Regions from separate parts of the Rattus norvegicus genome. Here regions 1 and 2 are each linked to region 3. The links are chromatin contacts, called in public Hi-C maps. All regions are on one chromosome and are shown on one strand. The core of a region is the stretch at or near the end of the contact, and the rest is flanking DNA. Distances in the headings are between cores, read along the strand shown.

Region 1 (4,046 bases), core at 1,414-3,913, 170 kb before region 3:
CCTCAAGCTCCCAGCAGTGAAGGCCTCATTGCCTCTGGCTGTAACTGTTTTCATGAGTAGCTTACTCTCATGAAGGTGCTGAGAGATCCCTCTCCTGGGTAGGTTTGTGCCAGCACAGTGTGTGTGGTGGCTCCACCTGCTGCTTCTCTCTCTGGTCTGCTGCGCACTCATCACCCAGCCACTCATGGTAAGAAACCCCACTGTGGTGGAGGTGCCTTCGTCAACATGGGACCAGGGAGGAGAGGGGTCACGGGGCTTCATTTTTGGTGGTTTGAGTCTTCTCTTTAGAGTTTGATTTAGATGGGGCTCTGCCTCAACCTGGTATTCAGAATCCTTATTTTTAAAAATCCCATAAGAGAGGAACCACTTTGCTTCTATTTTCAGTTTATGACTCTTCCCCAGAGGTCCCGAGTAAGTTCTCTTGGTGAAGGCCACACCTGGTGACTAGGGACTGGGGACTTCAGGGTAGTAGCTCCTGGTATCTGTTCTGAAGTGAGATAAAGTCAGCTGGCAGTGCAAGACCAGGAAGATGACCCTGTGGGAGGGGCCCAAACAGACACTGATGCTGGGCACCTCTCTTCCAGATCTGTTTGGCAGCATCGGCCTTTGCTTGGAAACGGAAACATGACAGTGAGTTTTTTACTGAGTCATTACAAGATGCAACCAAGGGTCTGGATTTGGAATTGGAAGAACGTTCCAGAACCCACATTCCTCTTTCTCCTGTCTCCTATAGTCCTGACAGTGCTGAGGAGGCTGAAAGGGTGAGCAGAAGGAGAAGCATTCAGAACTGCTCCCATAAAGATGGGAACTCAGACCTTAGTTCAAATTTGGCTGCGCTTTTGGAGCCCTACTCTGTGTGTGTGTGTGTGTGTGTGTGTGTGTGTGTGTGTGTGTGTGTGTGTGTGTGTGTGTGTGAGTGAGAGAGAGAGAGAGAGAGAGAGAGAGAGAGAAAGTAGATTTCTTATGCTTTTTTTCCCTTATAATTTACCCCAATTCCAGCGAAATGAGAACCACAAAAAAATGAGTACACTGGAGAATGCAGACCCTAGTGCCTGGAAAGGTGACTCAGTAGTTAAGAGAACTGGCTGCTCTTCCAGGGGACCTTAGTTTAATTCCCAACACCCACATGGCAGCTCACAACCATCTGTAACTTCAGTCCCAGGAGAATCTGACACCCTCACACAGATACACACATAGGCATACACATTAAATAAACACATAAATAAATAGGAGGCATTAAACTTCTTAAAATTGTGAAAAGAAAAAGAAACTTTAAAGACTAATGAAAATATAATTTCTGGCCACAGTTTCCGAACTTCTAAACCATTTGCTTTTCAGGGCAGTCAAAGGAAACGTACAGCCTCACCCACTCCCTCACTTCCACACAGACATTAGCAGTCTCCACATCCCAACTGTAGGCCCAATGTTTCCTGCCTTCTTGACTCCATCCTCCCACCCCAATTCTCTACATACCTGCAGGCTTCCTTCTTCCAAGGCTCTCTCCCTCTGCCAGCGTGAGCAACTGGGTCTAACCCTGTGGCCATCAATGTGGTCCAAATCTCAGAACTGAGAAGCCTCTGAGGAACTCAGTCCTCTTCAGGCTTGATTCCCCAACACTGTTTCTGCCATCACATTTAAGTCCCGATGCTCTACCTGCTGAATCTCCCGTGCCACCACAGGGCACAGTCCTCAGCACATAAGGCATATCTGAACCACAGGCCCAGCCCCCAAGGCTCACTTTACAGCCTTTGCTCTATACTTCTTAGAGGCCCAGCAGCTCTGGGAGGAAGGACTGAGGGGCCCAGGGCTGCTCCCTGAGTGTGCCTAGAATGGCTAAGCAGTTGAGTGAGAAATGAATGGATGACTATTTCCCATGAGTTTGCCTCTTAGCTACCGTTAGTCCTGCCCATGAGCACGCATAGTTACAATATGGAAGCAATAGTGCTTTTATTACACAAGGCAAACAAAACAAAGATCGTTCATGCTAAAACAGACGGCTTTAAAAATCAGCTTTCCAGTCTTTGAAGGCCTCTAACGGGAACTACAATGCAGACACCAAAGGCATTGCCCCTGTGACTGGGCAGCAGTGAGCATGCCTCTCCTGGGAAGCCATGCTTTCTAAAGGCTCAGATGTAATGCTTGCCAAAAGAGCTGGCCTGGGACACGAGCAAGGTTTTCAAATGGGTCTACTTCATCTCACGTTGCCTCCCCAACAACACAGTGCGTGTTAACTACACAAAGTCCCTCTTTGTCCCCTGAATGCATTGCAGAGAGCAATGATGACAGCTCTTGGGTTGGCAGGGACTCTAAAAGCCTCTCTTTCTCCAATGCTGACCCCAGTATCATGGTGCTCCCCTTCCGCCACAGGTCTTGGCTGCCCGACAACGAGAACGCCACCTGCGCTGGGCTCAGACACCATCCGGGCCAAAGTTCAGAGTGATGAGGGAAAGACTAAGGAGAGAGCGCCTCATGCAGGCAGCCCTGAGGTAGGTATAGACATTGGGCTTTCTCTGGCCCTGCCTTCTTTTAATAGGGAAAGATAGGAGATCCTACACTTGGGAAAATCCTTTCCCATGTCTCCTCAGTGCCAGAGGGCAAGGGACAGAGACACTGCACTGGAGGAAGGAAACTGTTCTGTCATGGGGCTGTAATCCATGACCCAGAGCTCTGACCTCAGCTCCCTCAGCCATGCAGACTCGTGTGTATCAAAATGTGCCCTCCAGCTGGATACACAAGGCTATGAAAATCCAGGAGCAATTGTTGTACTTCTTCACTGACTGAGCCCAGGGACCAGTATTTAGAAATAAGTCAACAGTACCATTTACACAGACATGTTCTGGAGATCAACACAAAGTCCAGTTCAAACTTTTAGATAAAGCATCAAACTTAGTAACTATGATACTGAGACAAACCTCTCCAAATTTGACATCAGTCATGCTTCTTTCTGTCAGCAGTACTCATTCCCCTGCCCATCCATGGTAGATACTAATAGCTGTTCCTCGAGGAGCCTTTCAATGCATGTCTCCCAGATCTGAATTCTAGATTCCAAACTCTTGAATCTATCAAGACTCTATCTAGAAGCTCCAGATAATTTCCCCCAGTTCTGAATTCTAGATTCCAAACTCTTGAATCTATCAGGACTCTATCTAGAAATTCCAGATGTTTTTCCAGCAATGATGTTGCTAAAGTATACAATGTCACCTTGTCTATTGTCTCTCTTATAAATCCTTCCTCATCATTCACACTCACTCAGCTCCCTAAGTAAAGAACAGGTCCCGAGATGGGTTCTTTTCTGAAGAAAATTATCATGGCATTATTAGGATGTCAAATTTAAAGTGAGTGAAAAGAAATTCTGAAAAGATATGGCACTGTCAAAGACTTTTAAATTTGTTCAATCTTCCCATAAAAACAGGGGTGGTACCCTGAACCAAACCCACCAAAAATACGAACAGCAGACCTAAATCTCTCTCTCTCTCTCTCTCTCTCTCTCTCTCTCTCTCTCTCTCTCTCTCTCTCACACACACACACACACACACACACACACACACACACACCCCTCTTGAAGTCACATGGGTATGCTAAGTGCTACGTAGCCAGTACACTGCAGTACCCACTGCACTTTGCAAGACCAGGACGTGTAGGGAACTGTAGGTGTCTGGGCATCTGAGAGCAGAGGGATCAGGGGCTCCTGAGGGGTCACCCCAGGGACCGTGCTGCCACACAACCCCAGTTCACAGGTGCCTGTAATGTCTGCAACACTGGGTAGCAGATGTCCACAGAGGTTACTGAGCTGAGCTGAGCAAAGCTGAGAAATCCAGCTCTCCAGGCTCATGCTGAGGGAGCCACAGGCAGGGTCCCCGTCAAGGTGGACACCTGAGAACACAGCTAGAGACAGCAGGTTCAGAAGGGGACAAAGCTAACTCTTTTTGTAGATGTCATTAGTAAAAGTCTGGAAAAATAGCCCAAAAATAAAATAAAAACAAATAAATAGGCAGTAAGAGAATTTAGTAGACACCAAGAGCCATTATCCTTTGTAAGTCAAGTAA
Region 2 (4,110 bases), core at 854-3,353, 140 kb before region 3:
CAGGGTTGAGGCTGCAGGGCAATAGGAAGATGCTAGGGGGACTCTGCCGCCTAAAGTTTCCTCTTTGCTTGCTTTTGTGAATACAGTTAAGGCAAGATCAGTCAGCCTGAGAAGGGCAACTTTATCTCGGGACACAACTGACCTGTTCAAGCAGGGTGCGGCTCCGCCATAGAACACCTGTCTTGCGCCCATAAGACCCTGGCTTTCATCCCTAATAACGGGATTTTTTAAAAAGTGTAATCACGGGTTTGGGGATTTAGCTCAGTGGTAGAGCGCTTGCCTAGCAAGTGCAAGGCCCTGGGTTCGGTCCCCAGCTCCGAAAAAAAAGAAAAAAAAAGTGTAATCACTTAGTCTTCTTCTGCCAGGATGGAAATACAGTTTTTTTCTTTATTGGTTGAAAACGTGGGTTAATGGTCTATATCTGGGGGATGAAGCACAGGCCACCGGAGTTTACAGAGAAGCCTCCTGTGCCGAGACCAAAAGCTTCTGTTCTCAGGCAGGTCATCCTGTGGACTTGAATCCCGAGAGCCACTGTCCATTTCTTGCAGCTGCTTCTCCCTTAACTCTGCCAGTTTGTGAGGTACCCTGGGGATGATTTCGAACACGTGGCTTTCCACAGGACAGACAGTGAGCCTCTGCACGGAGACTTTGTGAAGATCACTGGCTTCCATAACGTTACCCTTCCACCGTGCAGGGTTTTCTGACCGGTGGGTGCGAAGTAACTTAACACACGGAGATGGAATCCAGGAGGGTGACGCAGTCTGTGGTTCGAGTAAATCCAGTCCAGCCTTCACATGAGGAAAACCGAGGGCCCTGAATGGCCTTGCTCCTTCTGACGTAGGCACAGAAGTCTTAGGGTCCCACTGTTGATGGCGATTCATTGGTAACTACAGAGTACAGACATTGGGTGCACAGTGCAGCCTTGTGCCCTGTGTCCTACCCTGAGACAGTGAGCGCACCGTGTCACTTTCCACAGGACAGCTGGGCACAGCAAACAGGGCTAACGCGGACATCTTTTTTCTGTGTATGGGTTTAATCTAGACTACTAACATTGGGTGTCAAGGTTCATTCCTGTGGCTGCTGCCACTCTGGGGACTAAGTGGGAGATAGTGAGCAACACTGAAACCCTGAAAGTGAAGTGTGTCCACCAGGAAGATGGAATCTTCCCAATCCCAGGAAATAAGAATGTCCGGAGGATGAGCAAAAATCTGGGCACCTTTTGGGCTCATTGAGACCTGGGTAGGCTGTGCATTTCCCATGAGGCAGGACGGGGCTGATAGCGCGTTTTGAGGAATGAGACCGAGAGGCCTCCGGGAAGATTGTGTTCCGCCGTTCTCAAGAACCAGGGGCCACTGTGTTCCTGGATCTGCGTAAAAATGATCTTCCCACCTGGATTCCTATCCTGGCTCTGCCCTGGCTGACAGAAGTCACATCCCAACCCGTGTACTCTCTACTGGGCTTCTGCGGAGCACACAGCCAGTAAATGCAAGGTCCCAAAACTAAACCAAACCGGGAAAACGGCTGACGGGCAACTTTGAGGGCAGGATTTGTGAGAATTTTGAAGTTGTTCTTACAGCATTTATTTATTTATTTTTTGTTAAGTTTTGAAACAGTTTCCCACTGAAAAGCTTTTCGAAAGTCTCTTGTGTTGCACAAGCCCAGAAACTTCACAAAGACGGGGCCACCACAGCGAACAATAGTTTTAATAGTCCTAAGAAGCTTTTTTTTCCCCCTTAAGCTTCTCTATATTTTAAAGTATATCTTGGTGGTTTTTTTTTTTTCTTTTCTTGGAAGGACATCACAAGAAAAGCTCGTTAAACTTAATAGAACTGCTTAGATGTGATTTACAACTATTGGGTGGATCAGGAGTGCCAGAAACGGACCCCCCCGGCCGTGGATGCAGAGTTAGGGAGACTTCAGAGATAAGCATTCTCGGCTTCCACACTGCGTCTGCCGAGACAGCTTAACAGGGAGAAATGTCCTCTGGCTCCTGATTTATCCTCTTCTGGCACACAAGAACCAGCAACGTTGAAACAGTGGTACACACACCCTTCCTTTGGATGTATGCAAGCCTAGCATTCGTGACACTGGATATAAACCAGGGCCTCTGTGTCACCGTGAGCATGGGATCTATTTACAAAGCTGCATTCCCTCTAGTTGGGGGGGGGGGGTCATCACGGGACTGGAATCTTTGAGTTCTCCAGGATTAGAATGTGCTAAGAGCCAATTGCTTTTTGAAGAAGTTTCTGTTTCATCAGCTTCAAGCGAACTTCAACAATGATTGCCCTTAAATGCAAGATAAAAGGGCTGCATTTGTTCACTGGAGTACAGTAACAAATATCAGAATCAGAAATATGATGTCTTGCAGTCTGGAGACCTGGGGTCCATGGCTCTAGGGGGAAAGAGCTGGCCTGGCCTTTTTCCCAGCTTCTCGGCACTCCCGGGCTTGGGGCAGCCTAATTTCTAATTGGCATGCTCCCCATCTGTGTTTCTCCATGGCCCGGTTTTCTCTTTCTAGAAAAACGTGGTTGTGCTGGATTAGAGCACACTGTGATGACCACATCTCAGTTCCCACAAAGCCTTAATTCCCAGGCACTGAAGATTAGCATGTCAATGTTTTTCCTTTGGGGGAAAAATAATAACCCACCACAAACATTTGTGCAACTGTAGCTCTCTAAAGACCAGGGTCACACAGTTTCACATTAATTCCAGTTTTCCTTGGAATTCCAACAATTCGACAAAAGCAAAACAAAATACTTAACATGTTTCTCACTTTCTTTTTTTAGTCTGTCAACCTTATATAAAAGTGATACTTGGTACCAGCAAGGTATCTCAGTGGGTAAAGTTTTACCGTCTACATACACACACACACACACACACACACACACACACACACACGTTCACTAAAACACATACACACATACTTTACTCTAAGCACTACATGGTTGCCAAAGAGTATTCATAGTGCCTCAAAGGTAAGAGAACACAGGAGTGTATGTGGTGTCCTGTGAGGTCAGGATACTTAAATCCCATGAGATCCCCAAGACATACCTCAGCCATGTCCCCTACAACACAGTTGGGAAAATATTAACTCTATTTCACTAGCAGTTTGGCAGCCAGCGTCCATAGTGATAAATAGAGCCCCAGGAGTTTCTGCGCTGATGTCAATGCTAACAGGCGTGCCCAGAAGGATTTGCTATACAGTGGAAAGCTGGTGATTATTTAATTTTAAGTAGGACCAACAAAAGGGGAAATCCGAGCAGATTCAAAGACTTCCCTAGTCCCAGGGCTGGGCACACTCAGCCAGCCCTCCACTGGGTTAAGAGAAAGACAGAGGGGGCTGGAGAGATGGCTCAGAGGTTAAGAGCACTGACTGCTCTTCCAGAGGTCCTGAGTTCAATTCCCAGCAACCACATGGTGGCTCACAACCATCTGTAATGAGATCCGATGCCCTCTTCTGGTGTGTCTGAAGACAGTGACAGTGTACTTATATATAATAAATAAATAAATCTTTAAAAAAAAAAAGAGAGAGAAAGACAGAGAGACTCCAGGTTACAGACATCATACATAGAGATGCCACAGCCACAGCCAGCGCCAGTCGCTGTGCCAATGTGGTGGTTATTTTAACTACTTTCCAGAATTTGGGAAAGTGTAGAATTGAAGTTGTGCAAACCTCTGTCTGGACTCTAGGAAGGAAACCTATCCCAGTCAACAATCTCCTTGGCTCCTCTCATTACTCAGGGTTTTGCTTTTAGTAGAACTAGTTAAAGTTATCAATACACTAGTCCTTGGCCTTGACCAGTTAGTGACCTGGGGAAGTCCTAGGCGTGAGTTGAGGAGATTCCCTTTGGTCTTGCATGCTTGCACAGATTAATGGATACTTTCCCCATCCTTCAGGTGCTGCTGCCTGACTAGAGCATAAAAACCAGGTTAGAAAGTTAGTAACGTTTGCTGAGCTTTGAAATACACAGCACCCTTTGCCCCGCAAGGCCCAGATTCTCTTGTTGCAAAACCTCTGGGTGACACAATTCATGACTCTTACAGGTATCTGGTTCCTTGGATGCTGAGTCAGAGTGAAGAGGGAGGAAACCGGATGCCTGGCACAGGAAG
Region 3 (3,933 bases), core at 872-3,371:
TGTTTTTGTTTTAGGGTTTTGGAAATTCAGAGCCATGGCACGTGGAGTGGGGAGGCCTGGTGATGCTGAGCTGTGTATCAGCCAGGCCCAAGCCATACATCCAAAGGTTTCTTTGTTCATCCCGTAGACAAAATGCAGGATCCAGGGAACAGCCAGACAGCTTGGCATGGCAACACTCAGGGATACTATGGTCCAGTTTCTCTTTTCAGTTCATTTTTAAACGCTAGCACTGAGTGTAAGGACAGACAGTACTAGCATCCCCTCCCCGCCCCCCCGCTGTTTACTGTTCTAGAAACAAGGGTCTAGTTAGGGTACCCATCCCACACTGGAACTACCCAGCAGTGAGGGGCAGGGACAGAGGTCTGGAATCATTTTGTTTGGGTAAGGATAACAGAATAGAGAGATCTTAGCAGAGGCTTCTGCTAAGGAGATGCAGAACCCCTGCCTTACCTGGTGTCTTCCTCATTCTGAGCTAACAAGTACTTCTTCCGCATTAACTCTTGCCGTGGGTGATCTTAACGCCTGGTGGAAATTCCTGCATTCCCCCAGGCAGCTGGGATCAAACAAGGCCAGCCAGTGACTGGAGGGCTGGAGTGAGTAGGCAGCTGGTAAAAAAAATCTGAGAGAATAGCACAGAATCTGGATAGTCTTGGGTCCTTACCTTAGAGTGCGCTGATCCCTATCACTGCGTTTACTTCTGTCAAGTTAAGATTTGGGGGGGGGGGTTCCTCAAAGTAACAGTTCCTGCCTTGCCCCCCATTTCTAGCAGGATGACTGTGACCTCCTCCCTACCCCCTCCAACGGGTCATTTGCAAGCATCCTGTGCCTCACCCGTGACCCCATGGACTCCCAGAGGGCAGGGAAATGCCTGTTTCATTCCTTAGGGCCTAGGGGCTCAGTGCCCGGGAAGCCTTTACCTCAGGCAACTTCTCCTCCCAATGTCACGGTTTCCCAGAGATAGGTCTAATCTTCCCAAACCATGAACGTCTCATACCTCTTTGCCTGGTGGAGAGGAAGCGGAGTGTGGCCCAGGCTGTAGCCTGGCATCCGATCCAGTGTTTCAGTGTCGCTGAAGGCTGCACTGAAAACAGATTTGCCAGATAGAATTTTCCTGGCTCTGCTTCTCCAACGTTCCTGACAAGCCTGGTTCTCCCTGAAGGCACACCAGGGCAAGAATAGGACAGGTTTGGCTAACCTGGCATCAGGCAGTGACCTCACCTGGCTCCAGGTATGACCCTCAGACAGTTGTTGCACTGGGCAGATGCGATTTTTACCCTCTTGCAAGACGCAAAGCTACCCCGGGTATTTTCCCGGAACAGAATCAAGATATTAAGGGCTGCTGGTGTCCACTTGGAACTGATGGAAATTCCATCTCATTTGTTGCAGAAGTGTTTGAAAGACGATACAATGGCAAAATGGCGTGCCATCCCTTCCCTGGAGTTCACAATGAAAAAACGGGGACAGAGACCCAGCTATTTGAATCTTGGGTATCTCTTAGGAAATCTTGTTCAGGAGATCTTTTTCTCCTGTATTCCTGACCTGCCTCAACCTTGCTCTCTCCCACCAGGTTCACTTTAAGAAGTCAAGGAACTTCTACCCAGTACCATCATCTCCTCCTGCCCCGTGAATTCCGGACCTGGCAGGGGCTGTTGAAGCATCCTGAGCTGTCTTGTAGACTGCTACTTGATACACGTATACCGCCCTCCCCCCCCCCCCGCCCCTACCACCACGTATACACCTATTCCTCCCGGCAGGCACAACACTTAGACACACTGAATGAAACTGGTTTTGCAGGAATGGGACTCGAACCTCCCTCTCCAGGTGCACCTACCTAGCTAGACCTGGAACTGTTGAGCCTATAGAATACTGGGGCCCCGAGGTATTTAGGGAGGCCAGCGAAGTGGGAGGGTATTTTAAGAGCTCATCCTTTGGGTCAGTAACCCAAGGGGTGGGTGTTGGGGTACAGCCCCTGGAAGCGCAGGACATTGTTAAGATGTTGAGACCAGGTGACCCGCAGGGCTCCGGTGCGCGGGCCGTCCGTGGCGATTGCCCGAGCCGCCTCGAGGGGGCCCTGCCGCGGGCGCGGGCCGCCAGCCAGGAGGACGGGCCCGCCCGCGAGCAACTCGGAGCCCAGCTTCGCTTCGGCCATCGTCCCGCCGGACTGCGCTGCGGGTTCGCTCAGGTACCTGGGTCGGGAGCAGGGCAGCAGGGCAGCAGGGCAGGAGCGGCCACGCGCCGCCACACTCTTTGTTTTGGGGCCCCCGCTCAGGTTCCAGAGTTTGGGAGTTCGGGGTCTTGGAGCTGGGACCCAGACCAGCAAACACCAAATCTGAGCGCAGAGACAGTTGAGGGTGTGGGGACAAGGCGAGGGGGCACCCGGGAAGGGCGTTCGGGACCCAGGACTGAGGACAGCCAGGGGGTCTGCAGCGATCTGGAAGCTGGGGCTCATCCAGCTCCCCGGGCCGGCAGGAGCCGGCTCGCCGGAGCTGAGCAGGGCAGGGAACGCCGCTGGGGCGCGGGCCGGCAGGGTCCGGGTCTTGGCGCCTGGCGCCTTACTAGGCGGGCGGGGGCGGAGCGGCACTATCGCCGCCCCGGCCCTGAGGACTTTGCTCCCTGAGACTGTTAGGGACGAGGAGACGGAGAGCCGCTTGGGGCTGCAATGAGACTTCTCAGGACTTTACTCCCGCCTTTTCCAGGCAAGTGACTTGTGTGCCTCTTTCCCTTTCCTTTCGGTTGTTTGGGTGCCGGGGGGGGGGGGGGGTCTCATCGCGCTTTTCCCCATCATTCGGAGGGGGTACGAGTGCAGGCGCGGGCCTGGGGGCCACCTGTGGCACGTGCCTCCTGGCACGCGGGCACTGTAGCTGACAAGTAGGAGGGAGGGTCCTGGGCCCCCGGGTTTCCGTGCAGTACTGTGTTCTGCCCCTGCGGACGTTTGCTTGGACTGATTTGAGAATCTATGATACAGGGAGAGACCCCAAACCCCTTCCTTCCCCAACTGACATTCTGGCCGGTGCCAGTAGGTGATCCGAACTCTGTAGCGTGACTGAACACAGAAAGTTCCCCTCCAGGTCGTGGGGCCAGCGGACCTCACTATTTAGAGTGACCACAACTGATTGGAATGCCCCAGGCTCGGTTTTTGAGTTGTGTCTTCTGTCCCACTGTATAGAGCTTCAAAGAGACACCCCAAGTCAGGAATACAGGAGTTACTATATTAATAATGTATACCCCATCAGAGCTAACCCTTTTGACATATTGATGTATTTCCTTGAGGCTTTGGTCTGTTCATATGAATACTAATTAAAAGTGCTTTTAGTTCTTTGCCTGTTAAAAGGATTTGAGTGTCCTTGTGATTTTGTTGCTTCCCTCTGTGGGGGCCTTCGAGGTTATATTTGCAAATCAATCAACAAGTATTAAGAAAGGCTTTTCTGTGCTGAGGGCCAGGAAGGGGGCTGGGATGGCCGCAGCTGGAAGAGGGAGTAGGCTAGGCCAGGACTGGGAGTGTGTTAGAGAGTGTCTGACTGTGTGTGTGTGGGGGGGTGGGGGGCTGCAGACAAGGGGGTGCGTTTGCTGTGTCCTGGGAAGCTAACTGGGGGGCAATTGGCAAGAAGCCAGACCTCAGACAAAGTCATGGTGACCCCCCCCATAGTGACAGAGGGCAGTAAGGACCTCTGGCTGAGTGTACTAAACTCTTTGCCTGTTGTTCATTTCATCTCACTTAGATGACTCTTGGAAGGGGGAGGGAAGTGGGATCATCATGCCCATTTTGCATATGGGCAGAGAAATGTGGTGGAGTAGCCGGGATTCTGGGACACAACGCCTGAGTTCTATGGCTGGGCTCCTGCAGACTGGCTGCTCCGGCTCCCCTGTCAAGTCGTTCTGAATGCTTGTCCAGACAGCAGCAGTTCTTCCGCTGGGGCTAGCTCCTCACGGAGG

The links. A called contact is a pair of places that touch in the nucleus more often than the background predicts.
Region 1: a contact with region 3 is called in a Hi-C map of liver, with 3 times the contacts expected there. The contact joins the enhancer-like site here to the promoter of Tns3 in region 3. A contact is called at or near these places in 7 of 12 Hi-C or Micro-C datasets (the A7r5 cell line, the Rat2 cell line, Schwann cells and 4 more) and 1 of 1 datasets of contacts at active chromatin or transcription factors (oligodendrocytes).
Region 2: a contact with region 3 is called in a Hi-C map of the A7r5 cell line, with 3 times the contacts expected there. The contact joins the enhancer-like site here to the promoter of Tns3 in region 3. A contact is called at or near these places in 3 of 12 Hi-C or Micro-C datasets (the A7r5 cell line, liver and mammary epithelial cells).

The regions. Positions count from the first base shown.
Region 1 is chr14:87,789,203-87,793,248 of GRCr8, reverse strand. Pkd1l1 (polycystin 1 like 1, transient receptor potential channel interacting) reads left to right here. Exons shown (of 51, transcript XM_063273721.1): 38 at 103-187; 39 at 585-761; 40 at 2,368-2,486. Among named protein-coding and RNA genes, the nearest start is that of Pkd1l1, 97 kb to the left of the region's middle. Within about 2 kb of position 2,663, at least 16 of the 93 cell types and tissues checked have an H3K27ac peak or open chromatin away from gene starts, as enhancers often do. A contact at or near this core is called in liver, where this site is marked.
Region 2 is chr14:87,760,209-87,764,318 of GRCr8, reverse strand. No RefSeq gene overlaps it. Among named protein-coding and RNA genes, the nearest start is that of Pkd1l1, 130 kb to the left of the region's middle. Within about 2 kb of position 2,103, at least 7 of the 93 cell types and tissues checked have an H3K27ac peak or open chromatin away from gene starts, as enhancers often do. A contact at or near this core is called in the A7r5 cell line, where this site is marked.
Region 3 is chr14:87,617,574-87,621,506 of GRCr8, reverse strand. Tns3 (tensin 3) reads left to right here and starts at 2,121. Exons shown (of 31, transcript NM_001170459.2): 1 at 2,121-2,182.